2 separate regions of the Pan troglodytes genome follow, and region 1 is linked to region 2. The links are chromatin contacts, called in public Hi-C maps. All regions are on one chromosome and are shown on one strand. The core of a region is the stretch at or near the end of the contact, and the rest is flanking DNA. Distances in the headings are between cores, read along the strand shown. Region 1 has its middle 50 kb from the start of DDX1. Region 2 holds the start of MYCN (MYCN proto-oncogene, bHLH transcription factor).

The links. Hi-C and Micro-C count contacts between places; a contact is called where the count stands out from the background.
Region 1: a contact with region 2 is called in a Hi-C map of induced pluripotent stem cells, with 2.6 times the contacts expected there. The contact joins the enhancer-like site here to the promoter of MYCN in region 2. A contact is called at or near these places in 3 of 7 Hi-C or Micro-C datasets (induced pluripotent stem cells and stem cell-derived neural progenitor cells), 1 of 1 datasets of contacts at active chromatin or transcription factors (stem cell-derived excitatory neurons) and 1 of 1 other capture datasets (stem cell-derived neural stem cells).

What each region holds. Positions count from the first base shown.
Region 1 is chr12:107,225,080-107,230,359 of NHGRI_mPanTro3-v2.0_pri, reverse strand. No RefSeq gene overlaps it. Among named protein-coding and RNA genes, the nearest start is that of DDX1, 50 kb to the left of the region's middle. Within about 2 kb of position 1,284, at least 6 of the 24 cell types and tissues checked have an H3K27ac peak or open chromatin away from gene starts, as enhancers often do. A contact at or near this core is called in induced pluripotent stem cells and stem cell-derived neural stem cells, where this site is marked.
Region 2 is chr12:106,932,718-106,937,990 of NHGRI_mPanTro3-v2.0_pri, reverse strand. It overlaps MYCN (MYCN proto-oncogene, bHLH transcription factor), which reads left to right and starts at 2,672. Exons shown (of 2, transcript XM_009442027.4): 1 at 2,672-2,899. The coding sequence starts at 2,743. MYCNOS (MYCN opposite strand) reads right to left here and starts at 3,882. Exons shown (of 3, transcript NM_001329970.1): 1 at 3,691-3,882; 2 at 3,130-3,253; 3 at 2,054-2,507. The coding sequence starts at 2,398. The coding sequence ends at 2,069.

The DNA of each region.
Region 1 (5,280 bases), core at 35-2,534, 290 kb before region 2:
CACAGCAGCAACATCCACAGGTGGCAGGCAGGCTGTGCCTCAGGGCTTTGCACTCCATCTCCTCTGCAAGTCAGGAATATTTATTTTACTTGAAGGAAACAGATTCAAAGAGGTGAGGTAACAATTGAACAATAATACTTGGAGACTTCAATACACTGCTTTCAATAATGGATAGAACAACCAAACGGAAGATCAATAAGAAAACAGAAGACGTGACCAACACTGTGGACTCACTAGACCTAAAAGACATCTGTAGAACATACCACCCAAGAGCAGCAGAATACACATCCTTCCCAAGTGTACATGGAACATTCTCCAGGATAGACCCTATGTGTAGAAGTCAATAACAGAAAGGACTTTGGGAAATTTACAAATATGTGAAAACCAACAGCATACTACTAAACAACCAATAAGTCAAAGAAGAAATCACAAGGGAAATTAGGAAATACTTTGAGATAAATGAAAAGGGAAACACAACATAGGAAATCTTATGGGAGTAGGTAAAGCAGTGCTTAGAGGGAAATGTATAGCTATGCATGACTATATTACAAAGGAAGAAAGATCCCAAATCAATAACCTAACCTTCCGCCTTAAAGCACTGGGGGAAAGAAAAAAGAACAAACTAAACCCAAAGCAAGCAGAAGGAAGGAAATAATAAAGATTAGAGCAAACATTAATGCAATAGAGAATAGAAAAACAGTTGAGAAAATCAACAGAACCAAAGGTTGGTATGTTGAGAAGATCAACAAAGCTGACAAACCTTTAGCTAGAAAGAGGTGAGGTAATTTTCCCAAGGTGACTCCAATAGCAAATGGCAGAGCCAAGATTCCAAAGCAGGACTGTCTAATGTCAAATCTGGGGTTGTAGCTTTGTCTCTCACCTGGACTAGGAGTGTGTCAAGGATCAGGAGCTTGTCTTACTCATGTGTGCATCCCCAGTGCTTTGCTCTGTGCCTGGCACACGTAGGGGCTCAGGAAATATTTGCTGAAGTAAAATGAAAAGTAAACCTCCTCCCCACCCTTAGCAACCATCTGTGTGAGATGATAAATTATGCTTCCAATGCAGATCAAGCTGAATTGCACTATTTCTGATGAGAAAAGCTGAAAACAGCAAACTGCTTGTCCTTAAAAATAAACCCTTCAGCTTCAGAGATTTGGCCCAGAAATGAACCGTGTTATAGCTCAAGCCCTGAGATTGAGTTTATTACCCTGGAGCCAGGGGTGATGGAGTTTGTGACTGGAGAGAGAAACTCGATCACCTTGACCTGGCCCCTGGATGCAGACTGCAGGCTGGTCTGCCCTTGTTCCCGGTCCCGGGCCCCGGAGGCTGAACACCACTCACGGGAGGGCTGGCTCAGCTCAGAGGGACAGCTGATCCCACAGAGCTCAAGACACTGAATCGTGTCCGCAGACCGATAGAACAAGGGTTCAGCGATGGTTTCCCAGCTGAGCCAGACCACATGGAGCCTAGCTTCCTGATATTTCGCAAGGGGTGGAATGTAAAGAATGTTGACTTTCATTAACCCAAGTGCATGTCGATATGTCCTGAAAGGCTGGGAGAAGGTGAGCCCAGGTAGATTCTAGAGCAGGATGCCACCACATGTTCAGGCTGGAGTGACATGGCCAGCTGTCCTGGGGGGCAGGGGAGGACAGAGACCCTTCACCAAATGCCGTCTCTTCTTGGCCTCACAATGGCTGCGTGAGGACAGCAGGGTGCAGGCTGCTTGCCCATTTTCCAGAAGGACAAGATGAGGCCCTTAGAAGTTGCCCTACTCACAGCCGGTAGAAAAATGAATCCAGTTTCTTGGACTCCAACGTCTTTCTGCCCGCCCCCCACCTCCCGACTCTCACCTCCTTGGAGGCTTACGGGGCTCTGTATAAGTTTCCCACAAAAAATCCGTGCTGCTGGGTGGAACGCGGGTGCTGTTCACATTCGTGTGTGGTTTTCCCTGGCTTATATGCAACAGCTTCTTTTTCTCTTTTCTTAATTTAAAGGTGACTCTTCTGGAAGTCCCCAAAGTGGAATTGACCCTAAATTGAAAAGAAGATCTTTCCAGGGCAAGAGCTTTGTTCTTGTGAATTTTCTGCCTCACCAACCATGGGGAATGTGAGCTTGGGGGGGGAAAGTCTGTTAAAGCTGGTCATTCATTTCAGGGGGCCAAGGAGCTATTCTGAAGGAGCAAAGTCTCCTCATGCTCTTGGCCTTTTGATCTACTCAGGCTCTGTGGCAGGAAGACAGGGAGGAATCCCTGATCACCCACAGCCCTCCCCGCTGCTGTTAAGGCAGTATGATGATGGGGGGTGGAGCTGGAGTTAAAAATAAAGAAATACAAGCTTGAATTCTACTTTAACATGAACAACCTCTAATTTTCATATCATAAAATGAGTAAAATAATATTTTTTCCCATAGAAAGTGATGAACTGGTACAAGTATTTTAACCAGTTGTAAAATGTCTCCTTCCCTGTATCTGTGTCTCCCGCTGTATGCCGCCACGATATCTGGCACGCATGCACTGTTCCAAATGTTGGGTTTAAAAATTTCATTTTATGATTAGAATAAAATAGAGAAATATTATCAGTGAATATTAATATAGCATTTAGTGACACAGCAGTTAGGATTAGGTTCAATTACATACAGCAATGCACTCAAAATATGGTGGCTCAAATACAAAGCATTTATTTTCTTTTTGATATAAAAAAGGTGTATTTGGGAGTTTTCAGATAAGGTATAAACAACAAAAAAAAAAAAGAAGAGAAGGTGTAGAGGCAGGCAGTGTGGAGCTAGGAGCTAGTAACGTCAGCCCTTCATCATCAGATATCCCAGCTCCTTCTGGCTTTCCGCTTTTCCATGCTTAGCTCATGACGTCCATCCTCAGAGATGCCGCATGATCTCACTTGCTGCTGGAGCACAAGCCATCATATCTGCATTAAGTACAGCAGAAAAGAGAAAAAAAGAGAAAGCCAAAAAGGAGCTCCCTTTCTGGTTGTCTCCCTTATAAAGAGTCTTCCCAGAAGTCTGATGCAACAACTTCTATATACAGCTCATTAGCTAGAACTTGGGGCCACATCTCCTCAAGAGAGGCTAGAATATGTAGGGTGTTTTTTTTGTTTTTTGTTTTTTTTAAGTCTGGGAAGATTGGAGTTCTGTGTCTAAGCCAGAATGGAAAGTTGGATGTTGAGGAGGCAACTAAATGTCTCTGCAGCATGCACATTATGTAAATATGTGATGATGGGGTCATGTGAATCTCATGTCCAGGCATGTGCATTTTTCTCACCAAATTTATTCATTCATTAGTCAGTTACTCTTCATGGAATCTGCTTGCAAAGCACTGGACTGGGTGCCATGCACACATAAATGAAGAAGTGAATACCAGGCCCCTTTCCCCCTAGTGCATGGGAGTAGATGGGAGAGAGGGTACCAGTAAGAGTCACAAGTGCAGTGATGGAATGAGCACAGAGGACCCAGAGCTCCTGGCTCAGCCTGGGGGTTCAGGGAAGGCCTCTAGGTAGAGGTGACAATGATAAGCCTTGAAGGATGAGCAGATGTTAGTATCTAGAGATAGGAATGCTGGCATAATTACGCAGGTGTGTGTCAAGTAATCCGCTTTGCTAGCATGCACCATGACAAAAAAATTCTCAGAAAGGCCCTCTGAGCAATTCCTGCTTCACTAAGATGGTATGAAGAGAAAATGAGAGACTTTGCTTTGCATCAATTTAGGGACCTTCTGATTACAAATGACAGAAACTTCAACTCTGTCTTAGGCAAAAAAGGAAATGTATTTGTTCACATAATGGAGAAGCCCAGACTCAGGCCTCTGATGGCCCTTAATCGAGGATGTCACATGGTGACACTGGAGCTTGGTTTCTCTGCCTTCTGGATTCCCTAGTCCTCTGTTCTCTGTGTTGGCTTCATTCTAAGTCTCAGGCTCAGAGCTTTTGAGTCCAGCAAAAACTGAGAGCTGCTCTCGTAGAAGACCCAGGATATACTATGACAGTTTGAAGAGTGGGATCATTTGTCCAGTCATGACCAATCACTCTGGCTGGGGGAATTTGGTGTGTGATTGGCCAGACCTAGGCCAGATGCTCACTCCATCTGTAGAGCTGGGAGCCCCACTAGAAACTAAAAGGATGAGGCTGGAAGATGGTCCCTGAAAGGGATTTGGAGAGCTGTGGTCAGAGGAAAGGGGTGTGGAGACTGGGTGGCCAAACAACACATATCCACTGCTACTAGATATTGGTCAGTATGGAAGGTATTGGTGTGGACATTTACAGATGAAGATGATAAGGTTCGAAGAGGTTAGATAACCAGCATCCACAGCGCTGAGTGGCAAGTGGTGACTGGATCCCTGATTTCTTTGACTGCAAAGCTTATGCTCTTGCTACCCACTGCTACCTCCCAGCATCACACTGTTGGATCCCATGCAGTCCCATGGCTTGGTGGTAGGGGCTGACCTGCCTGGATTCAACTGAGTTATTTGCCAGGGCAGCCATGGTCAGCCAACTCCTGGTGTGATATATACACTTGAGGGCCAGGTGCAGTGGTTCATGCCTATAATCCTAGCACTTTGGGAGGCCAAGGAAGGTAGACAACCAGCCTGGGCAACGTGGCGAAAACCCATCTCTACAAAAAATTAGCTGGGGGTGGGAGCGTGGTTGCCCACGCCTGTAGTCCCAGCGGGGCTGAGGTGGGAGAATCATCTGAGCCTGGGAAGTCAAGGCTGGAGTGAGCTGTGATCATGCCACTGCCCTTCAGCCTGGGTGATGGAGTGAGACCCTGTCTCAAAAAAGAAAAAAAAAAAGACACTTGATACATCATTTTTGAATGAATAAATGACTCCATCCTCAATCTGTGCTGGAAACTGTAGTGCAGAGTGTGGGGTTGAAAACCACAAGCTTGTCTGAATTCCATAACATCACAAGAGAAACAGGAAAAGTGAAATTTGCCCTTCTTTTCAAGAACAATGGCCATTGCTTGACACTCTTTGAACTGTCAGCAACGTCACTTCACCTCCTTTCTGAGGTGCATTTTGCATGTGCTGCTCAGCAGGGTCACGGTGTCTGCCAATGAGGAGTTGTCGACAAGGGGACTAGCACAACTGGAAACTCCTTTGCATATTTCCATGTCCTGGGCTCTGGCCTTCACGTGGTTGTCACTGGACTTTATTTATAAGACAGCATGAGACAAGTGGCCCTCCCGTGCTCACACATGGCATTTGAGACTCTGATCTGGCCCCCACTCAACTGCCATTCACTCAGTCATTCCGAATTTTTTTTTTTTTTT
Region 2 (5,273 bases), core at 1,423-3,922:
CCACTGGCATTTGGGGACCTCCCCTCCAACACTGTTGCACTGGGGGTTAAACTTCCAACATGTTTTTTTTTGGGGGACACATTCAAACCACGGCAGTACTGAACAAAACCTTGGCTTTGAAACCATATGAAGATTTGTTTTGTGTGTGTTCACATAGTTGAAGTATTTCAACATTTTTAAGAGGGATTTTCAGGCTTCTCTATAAGCAGACTAAGAATCAGCATTAGCATGTTTTCTCCATGTACAAAGTCTTTTATCTTTCTACTTACAAATGAAGGTTACCAATAAATATTTGTTGAATTTTATCATTCTGTTAACCTTCAGATTCAGACTTGTCAGTAATTACTGGCTTGCATTAAAAGCAGGAGATTAGAGATTGAGGTCCAGGAAGTATAAATGATTTGCTCAAAGGCATGTAGAGTAACCAGGTCTCCTGTCCCTCTGTCCCCCTTTTCTGCTACACCTTGTCCCTCGACAAAGGGTGAATGACCTAGTGATGGTCATTCATCTGATGAGAAAGGACAAAGGTAGGACTTTGAATCGGAGCAACTGAACCCATCCTGGCCTATTTTCACAGGCCTGCCACAGAAGATCTGGCCACCTTAGAAGGACTCATTCAGTGATCTTGGTCTTGAGCAATACCATGAGTACTTACTATATACAGGTACGCTGCTGTGCCGTAAGGATCCCCTCTGGAGCAAAACTGACCCAGGTCACAGGTTAGTGAGGGAGACTGAGCCTGTCTTCCACAGTGTCACGGAAGTGAGCACTAAACAAATACTCCCAGGCATGGATCATTACAAATGGAGGTGAGTGCTGGACAGGAAAGGACAGGAGGCTAGGCGAGAATTCAGCAGGAGGGCTTGGTGGCGATTAGGGGGCTAGGGAAAAGCAGAAGTGGGGCTGTAAAAGGCTTTTGCAAAGATGAAGGCTTTTACATTTGTGAGGGAAATAACAATAATAAAGGTGCTTGGAAGGGCTGCTCATCCGCATTCATGGGCCTCTTCCTAGAACTCTGGGAATCTTTCTCCCTAGAGCTCTGTAGGCGTCCAGGGTCAGGGCTGGAAAGGCCTTCACAAATGCTAATCTGTGAGCATTTTATGGGTTGCCCCCTGACCCTCAGCATCCTCCTCCTTAACTAGATCCAATGGTGAGGTGAAGAGGTGGGGGCGATGGAGAATGGCATTTCCAGTTTGGAGAAAAAAGTAGGGAGAGGCGGGGAAGCCTTCCCACCCCAATCCCAGGGCCAGGTTCCCCTCTCTCCAAACAAGCCTAAGGAATGTTTTTCAAGGCAAAATCCCACCTCACTGTGTATTTGGTTGTGAAGGGGGCTGTCCAGGAGATCAGGGTTGTTTTTGGAGAGTTTGGAGGGCAGGGGCAATAATGTCTGACCCCCTGCAAACAAATACACCTGTAAGAAAAGCTGGACCAGAGTGAAGTAAAGCCAGGATTTGATGGTGGCGGGAAGGGAGGGGGCCAATGCTGCTGCTGGACAGAGGGGTGTTATTTTCCCCGGAAGAATAGCATGTCGTGGTCATCATCATAATAATAGCTGACACAACTATTATGGGCTGGGGACTTATAAGAGCTTTCATAACTCTCAGGTAGGAGGCACTACGAACTGCATTTCACAATTGAGGAAACTGAGGCACAAAGAAACGAAGTAGTGACAGCAGCTTTCCTTTTTCCCTTCAACAGTTTGGAATCAAGCTGTTTGAGCCGAGGTTGGGTCTCAGGAGGTGTGGACAGCACTTCCATCTCGGTAAATCAGATTCGCCTGCCCATAATTGGGGAGAATGGTGGCTTTGAAAAGGTTAACTTGGGAGCCCTGGGGACGGCTGCAGGGAACGTACGCCCATTCCCCCTAGGAAGCAGAGCCAGGCTGCCTCCTCCTCCGCAGTGGTGAGGACGCGTGGACAGTCCCGCGGGGGCGGCGGGAGACTTGCGGAGTGGCCGCACTCCAGGTCCGCGCCAAGGCCGGGCAGCTCCGCTTTCTGCTCAGTCTCCGCGAGGTGTCGCCTTCGGCCGAAGAAACCACCGCGGCGCCACCCTCGTAGCTCGCACTTATTTATTTATTTATTTTCAAACAAGGGGGGCGCCCCTCTTCTTTCAATTTGAAACTGGAAACATCCAGAGGTCTTGTTCCTAAGGGGGCGCGTCCTCTCTCTGCTATTTTGCACCTTCGGACTAGCCTTCTTTCGGAATTACACAGGAGCAACCTCCTTGCAAGGCCTTGCTCAACGTTGGCCTCGCGCTCAGCTGCACAACACGCAGTCAAAGCGGGGGCTGGGTTAGAAGCATCGGTCTCCCCTCCCCAACACACACCCCCGGAGCCCTCCGTAATTTTTTTTTCTTTTAATGACAAGCAATTGCCAGGCTCGCAGGGTGGGTGCTGCATTGCACCGCTCCGCGCGCAGCTGGTTCTCAGAGTGCAGCCGGTGCAAGCCCGGGGGTCCAAAAGGGCGGGAGGAGCACACCCTGGGCTTCCCAGCTTTGCAGCCTTCTCTCTGCAAAGAAAAGCAAGTGGCTTTTGGCGCGAAAGCCTTGGCGCCTCCCCTGATTTTTATGGAAATCAGGAGGGCGGGGTAAAGCCGCTTTCCTCTCCTTTCTCCCTCCCCCTTGTCTGCGCCACAGCCCCCTTCTCTCCCCGCCCCCCGGGTGTGTCAGATTTTTCAGTTAATAATATCCCCCGAGCTTCAAAGCGCAGGCAGTGACAGTCATCTGTCTGGACGCGCTGGGTGGATGCGGGGGGCTCCTGGGAACTGTGTTGGAGCCGAGCAAGCGCTAGCCAGGCGCAAGCGCGCACAGACTGTAGCCATCCGAGGACACCCCCGCCCCCCCGGCCCACCCGGAGACACCCGCGCAGAATCGCCTCCGGATCCCCTGCAGTCGGCGGGAGGTAAGGAGCAGGGCTTGCAAACCGCCCGGCGCCCAGGGAAGCGACGAGCGCCGGGGCAAGGCAAGCCCTGGACGGGATTGCGACGTGCGCACCGGGCGCCCTAATATGCCCGGGGGACTGTTTCTGCTTCCGAAACAAAACCATCTCTGGGTTTTCCCAGAAAAGCCAGTTCCAGCCCCGAAGGCATCCTGGCTAGAGGAGACCCGCCCTAATCCTTTTGCAGCCCTTACCGGGGGGAGTAATGGCTTCTGCGAAAAGAAATTCCCTCGGCTCTAGAAGATCTGTCTGTGTTTGAGCTGTCGGAGAGCCGGTGCGTCCCCACCCCAGGCTGGGGTTCTTCTCCAAAGGGTGCCCCTGGAGGAAGAAGAGGGGGGGATTAGGCAGGGCGAGGCCGCCGCGGTCGTAATCTGGGTCACGGCTGCTCCAGCTTGGAGGAGAGGCGGCTGTCCCGGCGACCCTCCTCGCGCGGGCGCCCCTGCCATTCCCGGGAACAGGGGCTCAGCCTCTCCCTCCCTGGAAGAGGACGTTGTCGTGGGTTTGGAAGAGCAGGGGTGGGCTTAGAGAGCTTCCAATTAAGCTATTGGCAGGAGTATCCCTGCAGCGGGTGAATGCCGAGGGGCGTTTGCTCAAATTTGGGGAGGGGAAGGATTTGTGGATATGGGTGTCTGTTGTTGGTCTCTGTCTAGAGAAAGGCTTTTTTTTTTTATTTGCAAAGTTTTCTAAATCCCCTGCTATCATTTGCACTCCTGAGGTTGCATTTTTACAAAGGGGGTAGAAGGTACTCCAAATACCATTCCCGGTAGCTGGGTCGGAGAGCCTGGGGCTTCCCCTGAGCAGCCGGCCCCACACCGCTGCGAGTGCGGTTGTCTGCGTGCTCGTGAGAGCTAGAATTCTGCAGCCAGGAACAGCCCCCTCCCCCAGGCAGTGCCTTGTGTGAATGAAATGGCAGTTTCCAAAGTTGCGGAGCCTCGCCACCACCCCCTGCATCTGCATGCCCCCTCCCACCCCCTGTCGTAGACAGCTTGTACACAAAAGGAGGGAGGGAGGGAGGGAGCGAGAGGCACAACTTCCTCCACCTTCGGGAGCAGTGGGCAGAGTGGGGGGCTTGGAGGGAAGATTGGGGAACCTGGTTAGAGGGGGCGCCCATTGCCTATCCCCTCGGTCTGCCCCGTTTGCCCACCCTCTCCGGTGTGTCTGTCGGTTGCAGTGTTGGAGGTCGGCGCCGGCCCCCGCCTTCCGCGCCCCCCACGGGAAGGAAGCACCCCCGGTATTAAAACGAGCGGGGCGGAAAGAAGCCCTCAGTCGCCGGCCGGGAGGCGAGCCGATGCCGAGCTGCTCCACGTCCACCATGCCGGGCATGATCTGCAAGAACCCAGACCTCGAGTTTGACTCGCTACAGCCCTGCTTCTACCCGGACGAAGATGACTTCTACTTCGGCGGCCCCGACTCGACCCCCCCGGGGGAGGACATCTGGAAGAAGTTTGAGCTGCTGCCCACGCCCCCGCTGTCGCCCAGCCGTGGCTTCGCGGAGCACAGCTCCGAGCCCCCGAGCTGGGTCACGGAGATGCTGCTTGAGAACGAGCTGTGGGGCAGCCCGGCCGAGGAGGACGCGTTCGGCCTGGGGGGACTGGGTGGCCTCACCCCCAACCCGGTCATCCTCCAGGACTGCATGTGGAGCGGCTTCTCCGCCCGCGAGAAGCTGGAGCGCGCCGTGAGCGAGAAGCTGCAGCACGGCCGCGGGCCGCCAACCGCCGGTTCCACCGCCCAGTCCCCGGGAGCCGGCGCCGCCAGCCCTGCGGGTCGCGGGCACGGCGGGGCTGCGGGAGCCGGCCGCGCCGGGGCCGCCCTGCCCGCCGAGCTCGCCCACCCGGCCGCCGAGTGCGTGGATCCCGCCGTGGTCTTCCCCTTTCCCGTGAACAAGCGCGAGCCAGCGCCCGTGCCCACAGCCCCGGCCAGTGCCCCGGCGGCGGGCCCTGCGGTCGCCTCGGGGGCGGGTATTGCCTCCCCAGCCGGGGCCCCGGGGGTCGCCCCTCCGCGCCCAGGCGGCCGCCAGACCAGCGGCGGCGACCACAAGGCCCTCAGTACCTCCGGAGAGGACACCCTGAGCGATTCAGGTAAAGACCGAACTCGGGTCCGGCTGCCTCCCTGGGGCACTGGACCCCGGGTCGCGTCCCCTTTGTTAGTGCTCGTATGTCTTGGCCTGGGGAGCATTTTGGAGGCAGTGCTAGGGGCAGAGAGGTCCTGTTTCCCCCAAGTCTCTCCTCGGGGTAAAGAGAAGGGGCTGAGAGAATGCTGCTGCAAAAGGGGTGCTCTCCAATTCTCGCCTTCACTAAAGTTCTTCCACCATCTCCTGGGGAGCCCTCCTCTAGGCCAT